2 separate regions of the Ovis aries genome follow, and region 2 is linked to region 1. A link is a contact called in public Hi-C data. All regions are on one chromosome and are shown on one strand. The core of a region is the stretch at or near the end of the contact, and the rest is flanking DNA. Distances in the headings are between cores, read along the strand shown.

The links. Hi-C and Micro-C count contacts between places; a contact is called where the count stands out from the background.
Region 2: a Hi-C map of liver shows a contact between it and region 1, with 4 times the contacts expected there. The contact joins the promoter of MYBL1 here to the enhancer-like site in region 1. A contact is called at or near these places in 8 of 16 Hi-C or Micro-C datasets (hypothalamus, liver, mixed tissues and 4 more).

The regions. Positions count from the first base shown.
Region 1 is chr9:43,731,400-43,737,550 of ARS-UI_Ramb_v3.0, reverse strand. VXN (vexin) reads right to left here. Exons shown (of 7, transcript XM_042254265.2): 4 at 3,894-3,955; 5 at 3,014-3,197; 6 at 930-1,021. Among named protein-coding and RNA genes, the nearest start is that of VXN, 19 kb to the right of the region's middle. Within about 2 kb of position 2,415, at least 15 of the 54 cell types and tissues checked have an H3K27ac peak or open chromatin away from gene starts, as enhancers often do. A contact at or near this core is called in hypothalamus and liver, where this site is marked.
Region 2 is chr9:43,817,470-43,823,620 of ARS-UI_Ramb_v3.0, reverse strand. MYBL1 (MYB proto-oncogene like 1) reads left to right here and starts at 2,954. Exons shown (of 15, transcript XM_004011713.5): 1 at 2,954-3,433. The coding sequence starts at 3,414.

The sequences.
Region 1 (6,151 bases), core at 1,166-3,665:
TTTCCTGCTCCCTCCAAGTCTGGAGGATTGTAGTGGGGGTGTGGCTATCTTCTTAGTGTTCCGTTGAAGGCAGTGGGGTGGTCCTTGGGGGTGTGGGTATTGCTCCGGCTATTCTAGCTGCTGGTTCATGAGCAGAGTTGATAGTAATGTTGTTGTTGTAGTTTTGTCACTCAATCTTGTTCACTCTCGCAGCCCCATGGACTACAGCCCGCCAGGCTCCTCTGTCCATGGGCCTGCCCAGGCAAGAATACTGGAGTAGGTTGCCACTTCCTTCTCCAGGGGATCTTTCTAATTCAGATATCGAATCCTTGTCTCCTGCATTGGCCAGCAGATTCTTTACCACTCAGTCACCAGGGAAACCTTAATAGTAACATGCAGGTCATAAATTTGGTTGAAACCTTTGTATCTTATGTACTTACCTGGGCAGGGGCCCTGAACCTAATGTGTGAGGCATTTCAGGAGCCTCTGCGTATGGCCTGTGATTGTGTATGTGTGTGTGTGTGTGTGTTAGTCGCTCAGTTGTGTTGGACTCTTTGAGACCCCATGGACTGTGGCCCACCAGGATTCTCTGTCCATGGGATTCTCCAGGCAAAAATACTGGCATGGGTTGCCAGTTCCTTCTCCATGCCCTGTGATTAATTTACTTAATTGACCAAAATTCCTCCCAAATGACACTTCTCCAGGTCTAAAGAGTGGCGGTAATAAAGTAGAAACCATCAAAAACACTTGAGCTTAATCCTAGTGAAATAGTCAACGAAGTGCTACAGAGACCCGGGATTATAGCCCTCATTAGAAGGTCGTTTATGGCTGGCAGGGATTTTGTTATAGCATCTCTCCGGGATTGGTCAGCCAGGCCACCTGTTACTCTTCTGCACAGGATGGGAGCAGGTGGGGAACCCCTGGGAGCTTGCTGGAGGCACAGCACTTACCCTCTGGTCAGCACAGCTACATTCTCCGAGCCCGGGGCTGCCGCCTCCAGGACCGTGGGGGCTTTCACGGAGATCCGGGCCACTGGAGGCATCTGGGTTGTGAGAAGGGAGAGTGAGGTTGTTGCCCTGTCCCCAGTTCCCGCACTGGCTGGAGCCATTGGCAAGGGCATTGATTGGCTAAGCTGCTGAACTGGCATCAACCTAGGGCAATGGACCTCACTCCGCCGTGGGCCCTAGGCTTCCCTAGGGGGGCATTCAATGCAGCACTGGACCCACCCTCGCTTCTGACTCAGTAGGTCTGATGTTGGCCTGAGAAGCTGCCTTTCTAACAAGTTCTCAACTGCTGCTGGTCCCCAGACCCCACTTTGGTAACCACTCACCTAGAGAAACGTGAAAGTGAGCAACTTATTCCAGCCTGAGGCCTCTGTCCCCCTAATTCCCCCATGATCTGTGTCCACTTTGTTGTCAAATCCTGCAGGTTCTCACTTGGAAATGTGGCCAAGAGCAGTGACATTCTCCTCCACTGAGCCTCAGGGCCAGTCACCCGGGACAGGATCTCCTTGTTTCCCACCAGACCTGCCCCACACCCCAGGCCTCTCCCAGATTCGCAGGGTCTCCCCACTGAGGGTGGACTGAGTCAGCTCTGTCCCCTGCTTCATGCATGTGTGCTTAGTAGCTCTTTCATGTCTGACTCTTTTGTCATCCCATGGACTGCAACCTGCCAGGCTCCTCTGTACATGGGATTTTTCAAGCAAAAATACTGGAGTGGGTTGCCATTTCCTTCTGCAGGGGATCTTCCTGACTGAGGGATGGAACCCGAGTCTCCTGCATTGCAGGCAGATTTTTTTATCTGCTGCTCTTTAAGGCTCCTCAAAACAGGACTCCCCCTTATCTGCTTCTGTTCCCCCTACATGTCCCAGAGGGGCTGGTCCTGCCTTTTCTAATGCTCACCCACAAATCTGCATCCTCACCCAACCTTTCCTTCACTCTCTGGATTGAGCCTCATCTCTGCCTGCCCTTCAAGGCCACTTCCTCCAAGAAGTCTTCCCTTAGGGTGGTGCCCAAGTTGACTTATCTGCGTCGCTTGTCCTCACAGCACTGAATCCCTGTGTGTCATGTTTTGGCAACCCACCAATTCCGTGTCTTTACGCTTCTGTTTCCTCTGCTTGTGCAGTCTCCCCAGGAATGGATTGGCCTGGATCAGGGTCTGGGACTTAACCCTTTGCTGGCTCTCCTCTTAAAGGAGGTGGTGAGTGCTCAAGAAACATGTACTGAGTTGAGAAGGAACTGGGGGCCTGAGCAGGGCCAGGTCCAGAGTTTGTTCAGTCAGTGGATCTCCCCTTTGCTCCTCCACCCCAAGCCCCAGGGAAGGCTTAAGGTCACTACATTCCTGGAATTGCTGGAAAATTCCAGGTCAAGGACACCAGGATCCACCTTCCCCTGCTCTCCGGCCTGGCCCAGGGTTGTGGGCAGAGCCACTGTGCCACCTTGTGGCCTCTTGGGAGCTGTCCCTCTGGTTGTGCCAGTGGCCAGAAAATCACTTCTTTCCTCTCTGTCCTCCATCCTGTTTCCTCCAGCGCATATTAGAGTCCAATCAGATTTGACTGTGTGGGCTCTGAATTGCTCTCCCCACCCTGGGATAATGGGCCTCTGAAGAGCTGCAGGACCCTAGCCCCAAAGTCTCAGGCCCAGAGGAAAGGGTCAGTCATGCTGCCGCTTTGCCCTCTTGCTGCCCCTCTGTTGTGGTTACATCTCCATCACCACCCTGTCCCATCCCCTCTCTCTCTGACTTCCCGACTGCAGCTACCTCTCCAAGGGTGGGGGCAAGATAATCCAACGTGATGGACTGCCCTCTTCCCCTTAGCCAGGGCTCGCTGAGGGCAGTGGTTCAAGCTGTCAAGCCTGACAACCTTCACTTTGTGGCAACAGCCAAACCACCCTGGGTTGCCCCTGGGTACCGGGTTGAGGCAGGGAGCTCTTGATTGTCCCATCGCTGCCCTTTGGGCAATTTTCCTAATACAGGGATGACCCAAATGAAATAATTGAATTAGATTTCCTGTCCATACCAGGAGCAAAGCACTCACATCTCTGCCCAGTCTGTTCCATAAAGACGAGCAGATGGCTGAGACATTCTCTCCAGTCTGTTCTAGTTCTCATGATGCATGAGTCTTGAGATCTGATGCCCACAGAGTCCAGAACGCCCAAGCTGACCTCTCCTTCAGCCACCACTTCACCCTTTCTCTGCTGACCCTGAGGGTACCCACGTTCCTGCCCGGAAGATGATGAGGGAGATGTGTTTTCACGGGGTGACACTGAGCTAGACCCAGACACGCACTATGTGATCCCCCTTCAGGAAAGGACAAACCATCCAACTAGGGGTGGGTGCGCCGCAGGTGGCTTTTGGCTTCTTCAGGTGTCCTTGGCCGCCACGAGCCACCTCGCCCAAGGTCACCCTCTCCTGGGCAGCCTGCATACCATGACAGAGCCAGGGGAAAATATAAAACCTTGGTCAATTGGAGTCATCTCGGGCAACCCCAGTGGATGACACTTGCCTCAGTGCTCCCGGGGGAGGCGGTTGAGGGTTCCCTCTGAGATGATGGTGTTTTGTGCTTTCACTGAACTCGAGACCTTTGCATCTCTTTACCCCTATAGCTGCCTCTGGCAATTGGCCAGGCACCTCCACCCAGCGGGGACATACCACAGAAACTGCCTCCCCCGCCCTGTGTGAGATGTCTGCTAGGTAATACCTTCTGTTTGCCTAAGAGCTGAATATCTGGCAAGAAAGAGGGCAGCAGCCAGTGGTGTACCGCTAGTTGACAGGCTTTAGGAACAAAGAACCCTCAGCTGCAATTTTCTAATGATCCCCAGGCCTGGAACAAAGGACACTTGTTCTCCCTTCATGGCACAGATAGGGCGAGATGTTTAAAGCCTGGAAGATACAGCTAACCAGGCTAGATTACTTACCAAAGCTTTGCCATATGTTCGATTCCCACACAGATTTGCTGATTTGGGTTCTGACGTCCCCACTGCAAAGTTGAACGGAGGGGATGTTACTCGGTGGTGCTCTTCTGGTTCTGCATGAATTATATTGTTAGCGAATCAAATCACAAATGTAGGAATTTCTAAGGGCCTTTTTACTGAGTGGCAAACTAGGGTCAGGATTGGGGCGACTGTCGAGCGGGTCATCTGCATTAAATGAGACAATGTTTATGTGTCTTACACTCAGCACATCGCCCGACACAGTAAATATTCAAAAATATTTACTGGCACTCTTCAGGGGGCTAGAACTAAGATTTAACAAGATCACATGTGTGAAGGTGTTCAGTACAGGGTCTGCCTGTAGTAGGTCCCCAGAGGACCCCAGTGCCTTTAGCTCCTCCTTCCTTCCTAAGGAGTCATATCACATGACATTATCAGGAGTTAACTCTTTACAGCTGGGAGAAACATTTAACCTGCGCTCTTGAATGCACCTCTGTGAAAATGAGCCTTCCTCATAACGTGGGAGGTTTGGAGGTTATCAGTGTCCTGAGACACTGGCCTGAGATGTATAAGTGGGAGCCTTCTTTCTGTGCCTTCATTTCTGAGGCCCATGCTTCTGGGAATCCAGGTGTTGAGCTGAGTAGCTAGTGATGGGCGCGAGGGAAGCTGGCCTTTGATGGAGTCCCTCCTGGGGCAGATGTTCCTGGCAGAGCCCCATCCTATCAGACTATAGCATAGAGAACACGCCCATGACCCCAAGGAAAACATCTCAATGCCAATGAAATGTAGTCATAGGCTACCAAGATCAGACCACGATGTGTCATGCTCTGGCATAAGTGATGACAGTAGCGTGTATTTTTCAGTATTTACTGAGTCAGGTGCTGTGCTGAGTGTAGGACACATGAACATCATCTCATTTAATCCTCACTACAATCCTCACTCCTCCTCCAATGTGCTATGCTCAGTCATGTCTAACTCTTTGTGACTCCATGGACTGTTAGACTGTAGCTTGCCAGCCTCCTCTGTCCATGAGATTCTCCAGGCAAGAATACTGGAGTGGGTTGCCATTTCCTCCTCCAGGGGAATCTTCCTGACCCAGGGATTGAACCCTCATCTCCTGCCTCTCCTGCATTGCAGGTGGATTCTTTAACACTAAGCTATTGGGGAAGTCCTTACAGGCAGACATAATAATAGGTGAGGAAATGCAGTCTTTAAAGATGCACAGCAATTATGATGAAGCTGGGTGGGATGACTTAGGGAATGGCAAGCTGACCTCTTTGGTTGTCTTGCAGGGCTAGGGAAACTTGACCAAGGGAACCCCTAACCCATTGTGGGAGGAGTTTTTCAGGCAGAGAGACTCAGGGAGGGCAATCCACAGAACAGTGTCAGGGAAAGTCCAGGATATAACAGAATATAATGAGTGGTCACAGCTCAGGGTTGTTCTGTGTATGGATTGGCCGGGACAGGAGTGTCACAGGAGGTGGCCCTGGAGAGGGAGCAGAGAACTGGGTCCTGCAGGGCCTTGGGTATGGCCTGGAGGGTGGCTGGGGATGAGAGGACACAGTGTTTAATGCAGAGGGATAACAGATTCTGCTGTAGAAGGACCTCCAGCAGCCTTATGGAGGGAGAGGGCCTGGTAGCTGAGGCCCAATGTTGGCTGCTACACACCAGGGATGAAGGAAGTCTCACCCAGGTAGCCTGAGGTTGGTACCTAGAAGAGACGAGACCTATGTAGGAGCTGACGTTGTCAGTGGTTGGTAAGGTGGAGTAGGGGTGGGGGGAGGACAAGATGGGAGGTTGGGGTCAATACCCCAGCGATTTGCTGGGAAGATGGATAGCGATCCCAGCTGAGAAAGGAAGAGAGGTTTAAAGGTGGAAGACAATCACGTTTGAACAAGTTGATTGTGAGACGTCCGAGGCCACCTTGTTGGAGAGGTTCCACCAGCCCAGGAGGTGGGGTGTCCCCTTTCCTGGGCACCTAAGGTTCACCTGCTCAAGGCTGCAGGCTGAGAGGGTTTCTCAGCTGGGCCTCTGCCTTCAGAGTCCTGCTATGTCTAAGCTTCCTCAGGGCATATTTCTGCTACAGGAGAAGGCTGCAAACCCAGGAGCCTTCTCCTGTAGCTCAGGAGAGAACCGGGTCTCCAGATGTCAGATCCCCAAAACACATGTCCTTCTTACAGAAGGATGGCAGACTTGTGCCTGAGGCCGGTGCCCAGCCTTTCCGAGGGAGAGCACTGGGGCCT
Region 2 (6,151 bases), core at 1,705-4,204, 86 kb before region 1:
TACCTAAGACTAATGCATGTGAAGCACCAAGGAGGGCCTAGTAGTGTAGTAGCCGTTTAATGGCACTGCCTTAATATTACACTATTTTTTACTGGCTATACAATTTTTTTTTTTCTGCCAACAACCATTAAACTAGTCTAAAAATGTGAATGCTTCCAAACTGGGGTTCTAATGGAATATACTACTATTAGCATTGAAGCCCATCTTTTTTGCTTGTATTGAATTATATTTCTAAAGCTAAGTTTTTGTCAAAGGCTGTGCACACATTTATGGGTTTTGCTCTGTATTGCTTTCCAAAAGGATTATACCAGTTTTAATACATCAAAGAATTATTCAAACTTTGTTGGCAGGATTTAGAAAAATTTTGCTATCTTAGTAGTCATAAAATGGTATTTCAAATCTGGTTTAATTTGTACATTTTGCATTCTGGTAAGCATATTTACTTATGTACTTATTTATATTTTTCCATTCATTTTGCAGTTATATTGCGCATCTGACTGCATCACTATTCTAAGGGCTGGACAATCTAACAATAGTTAGACAAAAATCTAATCATGGAAATGGTTGATACAGCTCTACTGAAACTACAGTGTATTAGGTACTATATTAAACCAGCATAAGCTTTTCACACTAACACTGGCAAATCTTTGGGGGTACTTGGCCCCTCTAGGATAAGAAGCTGGTACAGTCATGTGAAAGATAAGCATGGTGTACCTTCTGCTCATTTATTTACTATTAGTAATAATGAGGTGATTTATTTAAAGATTTGGAGTGAGAAAGTAAATCACTCATTTTTACTTTCACAATTTAAACTCATTTTTATAGTTACAAATGAGTTTTTAAAACTAAGACAGTTTTCAAGGAAATTTCCAGCACTTGTCCCCAGCCTTTGCCCCCCTTGGTATTTTCCCCTGTATTTCTGTGGAAAGACTTGGGAAGCATTTACAGACTATTCAAAACGAACTCCTGGGATGCTGAGGAGTACATGTGTGACAGTGTTCCTTGTGTTTTCAGCTTTTGGTGATTACAAATAAAGCCACTGTAAACATCCGTTTTCCAAAGTGGCTGTTTCATTTGTGTTCCTATCAGCAATGTATGAAAGTTAATATTTGCTCAGCCTCTTCATTTCCACCAACACTAGTACAGTATTCCCCCTCCTATTCTAAAAGCTTTTCAGTGGTACCTCCTGAGCTTTTATTTTGCATTTCTCTAATGATTAATGATGTGGAGCACCTCTCCATGCTACTTATTTGCCATTTGTATATCTTTTTTGGTGAAGCGTCTGCCCTAACTTCCCATTTTTTATTGCTTTTCTCATTATTGAGTTTTGAGAAGTAAAATTTATTTATTAAAGATATGTTTTGATTAAAAAAAAAACCCAAGTCACAGGTTATGGTATCTTTGAGTATGTGTACTCAAACAACTGTGAATCACTTGAAGCCCACATTTTGTTTTTTTGTAACTAATTTAAATGAATCTGCAATGTTATCTTTCTGAGGAATTATATTTTTCTCTATCTCTAACATGAAAAGAATTCGCTTTGCTGTCAAAATCTAAAATAACTCTCTTCAAGCTCTAAAATAGTATTCTGTATAAAACCGACTACAGCCTAAAATATAGCAGAAACTCTGCTTCTTGTTAGGATGTAAATAAGCGGAGTAATGCATGGCCCAGGAGTAAAGAAAACATTGTTTTCAAAAGACATTACTTTCTAAATTAGGTTTTCTTTTTTAAGTGAACTAGCGACATAGTAAGGAATGATTTGAAAGACTGTTTTACCTTACCAGAATCCATACCTTGAGAAAAAGGAACTATAAAAAGGCAGGTGTTTTAAGTTTTGAAAGTAGTGCATGCAAGCTCTTCTTGGTACACATTTGCACCTGCATCTCTGATTTGCAAAAACTGATGTGTAAATTTTCAAAATAGCAAAATATAAGTCTGTTACAATATTAACATGTGGTTTCGTGCTCTATGCAGTAGAGCATGTTACCTTGCAAATTTGCATCCTTTACCATTTCTAATCGTTACTGTAATCTACTTTCATGCTGCTTGAACTGAGCATTTCGTAGGTATTAGACTTGAAACCTCTAGAGTAGTTGTAACTGCTAGAAGGTCCTGCAGGGCGGTTCCCCACTTCCTCTCGTCTCTCTTGCGAGAGAAGGTCACCTTCTGCCGTTGACTACTCATTTATCTGGGCGAAATTCCCAGTCCGCTCCTGTCTTCCTGCATTCTCCTTCTGGACCAGGGCTCCTTCATCGAGCACAGCAGTTATTTCCCGAAGAGTCGGATAGGAGATTAAAGTACTTTGAAGGCCAGCCGCAGACCCGGATTATTTCCCTTTCCCGTTCCATGTGTCCAACTAAAAACTTTTTCACCTGTCACACTCCTGCTCCTTCCCGCTACAGTCTTCGCTAGATTAGTAGTTATGATGTCTGGCCAAAAAAAAACCTCGCATTTTTGCTTAAACAGTAACGGCCGCGCAAATTTTATGGTTAGGTTTGTCTCAAATCCAAAGACTAAGCCTCCTAACTAGTGAGGAGGGATGCCTCTGAGAACTGAGGAGCTTTGGACGAGAGAAGGTTGCGGTGAACCGGACTGCTCAACCCCTAGAGACACCGTCCACGCTCCCGGAGAAGCTTGGACTCTCGCCGCCGCTTCCGGACACGCCTCTCGGAGAGCCTGGAACTCACTTTCCCAGCAGGCCCCGCGCGGCCCTTAGCGCCCCGCCCCCTCGGGTGCGGCGCTCGGCGCGCTCCGGGTCCTGTCACAGCAAGACCTTTGAGCCGGGCCTACGGCCACACCCACTGGCTCCCAGCTCCTTCCCGGACTCCCGCGAGTTCCAGTCCCGGCTTCCAGCTCCCCAGCCCCGCCCTAAGTCGCGCGCGCTCTCCCCGCCCCGCCCTCGTCCCCCCGCGTGCGGCCGCCACAGCCAATGAGGTTCGGGGCCGCGTGCGCAGATTCAAACGGCGGCTCTTGAGGGAGGCTGGGCGCGAGATTCGGCGGTGCGGACAAAACCCTGCAGGAGGCTACGAGCCCTGCAGAGCTGCCCGCTGCGGGGAGAGGGCGGGGGTCGGCGCCCGCGGCAGAGCCGCGCTGGGACCAAGGCGAGGAGGCTAAGAGGCGGCGGGAGGGGCCGAGAGAGGGCGGGAGCGCGCCTGCTGACATGTTGGGGGCATCCCTGAACGGGCCGGGCCGGGGCTAAGAAGCAGCGCTGCGGGCCGGGGGCGGGTCGCGGTCCGCCCCTCCGTCCCTCCGTCCTGCCCTGCCGGGGACCTGCGTTCCGCACTCGGTCGGCCTCGGAGCGGGAGCGAGGGAAGCGGCGGGGGAGGGTCGGAGAGAAGGAGCATTCGCCCGAGGCTGGAGGAGGCTGACCCGCGTCCCCGCCCAGCCCGCGCCTATGCGGTACTTGAAGGATGGCGAAGAGGTCGCGCAGGTGGGTGACATCCCTTTCGCCCAGGCCTGTGGGCACAGCCTCGGCTCAGATTCCCTTTCCTTTCCCGCTGAGATCCCCCCCGCGCCTACCTGGGCCCTCCGAGGCCAGGGCAGAAGTTTTCCTTCCCGCTGCGCTACAGCCGTCTCGGCCCGCTGGCCAGAGCGCAGCCGTGACGTGTGGAGAGTTGGGGACCAGGGCATTTCGGACTCAGAAAGTGAGTAACAGATGCCCAGGCGGCTCCTTGGAGTCGAGTCTCCCCACAGCATTTGTCCAGCTCCCCACTGTCCCACAGCCACTTCTTGGGATTTGTTGGCAGGTAAGTTGGTGCGCTTTCAGGGAATACGCTCCGCACCGGAAGGTGGTGGTGTCCTGCTGGGACGGCCTGAAAATGCTGTTCCTAGGGCCTCTTTCTCTCTGAATTCCTGAGCCAGTTACAAACAGGGGCTCTGTCATACACCTGGGTTGGGGACCCCTCTGCTATCTTGAAAGGTGTGGAAGTCCTCTGAGGAATAGCTGAGGAGAGAGTACTTTTTTGATGTCTACTGTGATTACCATTCCCATAGTCGCAGTTTCCTTCTACTGGGAAGATGTCACACTGTTAACACCAGTAACTTGATCTTAAAACAATGTATTTGATTCAGTTAATATTTTGTGTGTCCGTTGGACTCTGTACCTGAGGGTTGCATAGAGGTAGGGCATTTCTTTGGTGGTGGTGGTTTTGGAAAACTTGCTAGGATGAATTTATGCATTTCGGTTTTATTTAAAGGTCACTCTAGTAGCTACTCCTAAACTGAGTGTGTAGGAATCACTCATATGACAAAAAACACTAGGGTGTCTTTTAGTTGTCAGTATTATTCAATAAATATGAAACGTTGTTTGACAGCGTTTCCAAATGGTTTTATTTATCTGGATCCACAACTTCAAAGTCTCAACTAGAGGTGTTTTTCCCAAGTTGAAATTTAGTAGTAACTTCATTCATTGCTGATGTCTGTTAAAAATTGTCAACAGTCACACCATAGTGTTTGTTGCTCTATTCATTTATTAAGGATCTGCTATCTGTAAGGTATTTTTACAGAAATCAGCATAGAATGTAATTAAGTCCCTATTAGATTATTATTTTGTACCAACTACAGAATAGATCAAACTTTTGAAGTGCAACAAATACACACACACTTCTCTTGAAGAGGATTTTCAGCTTAGGCACTGTTGATATTTGGGATCAGATAATTCTCTGTATTGGGAAGGCAGTGGTGGGGGCAGTGGGAAGTGCTGTCCTGCGCTTTGTAGAATGTCTAGCAGCATCCCTGGCCTCTGTCCCATGGATGTCAGTAACACTTCACTTCCCCAGGTGTGACAATCAAAAAATGTCTTCAGACATTACCACCAAATGTCTGTTGAAGGGCAAAACCACCCAGGTGAGAATTACTGCTCTAGAACATCAAGGACCTGACTGACTTCTCAGTCTTCAGAAAAGGTAGATACTAAAAGCTCCTGTAACTATAATTACTGAGGTATTGATTTAGGCCTTTTCTTTTGAATTTTTAAACATAGCTTCTTTAAGCAAGGTGACAAATGAATATTGTCAACTCAGTAACAGGAGTTTGTTTGTATTCAGTGTGTGGCATTATCTACTTGTCTGTATTGATGTTAATCTTATTTGAAACAGTTTCTTGGCTAATGCTGTCATCAGCAGTTAGTTATGGTTAGATATGGATGCTTGAATGTCAGACCCTGCCTTCTTCAGTTAGTTTTTTGTCCATAATTTGTGTATGCTTCATAATAGTAGGCTAAGAAGAAAGTGATTTCATGATTAATTTGCTGGTGTAAGTTATTTTGTTTTATTGACAATATTGTGAGCTTTGAGATCTAAATATTAATTGTACTATTGACTTTTATTCCTGTCAGCTGTATAAATTAATTGAAATGTATTATAGAATGATTGAAAGAGTCACAAGTCTGGAGTAATTAAATGTAGTGAAGCTACACTCCCTATGTGAATATACGGGTAGATGTGAGAAACTATCATCTCCGAATGGTGTATTTCTTAAGGTCTTCATCGGTGAATGTGTTTTGTTCTATAAATTCTATTTCTTGTATAAGTAAATATGACTTATTTGCCCTAGATAAAATAGAATGTGAAATGTTTTGAAGGATAAATAATCTTTATTCAGCAGAGTCTCATGCCTTTAACTATGAATCTAATTTATAGTTGAATGAGAAAGGACATGAGTCAGTCACTTTGAAGTCTCCACTGTACAACCATTGAACTGTTTGATTGAAAACTATACTTTGCTGTATAAAAGTTTTGCATAAGACTACAGGCATAAATCCTGTAATAACCTTTCCTGTATGATCTGAAAAAAAAAGTAAAAAACTGTTATCTCAGGGAGAAACAGCTGAAGGATATTAGCTCTTCTGATCATTGTTTAAGATAGCTGTAGTATCTCTGGTCTGGATTTACATAGAGGAAAAAGTTTATTTAGTGTTGTGACTTTAAATAGTTTTAGGTCCCATTGGGGGTTTTAATGACATAATTTACAGGCAGTACTAAAATTGGTATATATGTTATTAATGTGTACTTGATTTTTAACCATACTTATGTATTAAGTAAGTAATTTTAGATTTTAAAAGCCAGTTCCACTCTTAAAAATTAGCTTAAAAAAATGTCATTTAGAAGCTAGAAGATGTATTTAAGTAGTAACAGATTCAGGTATTTAC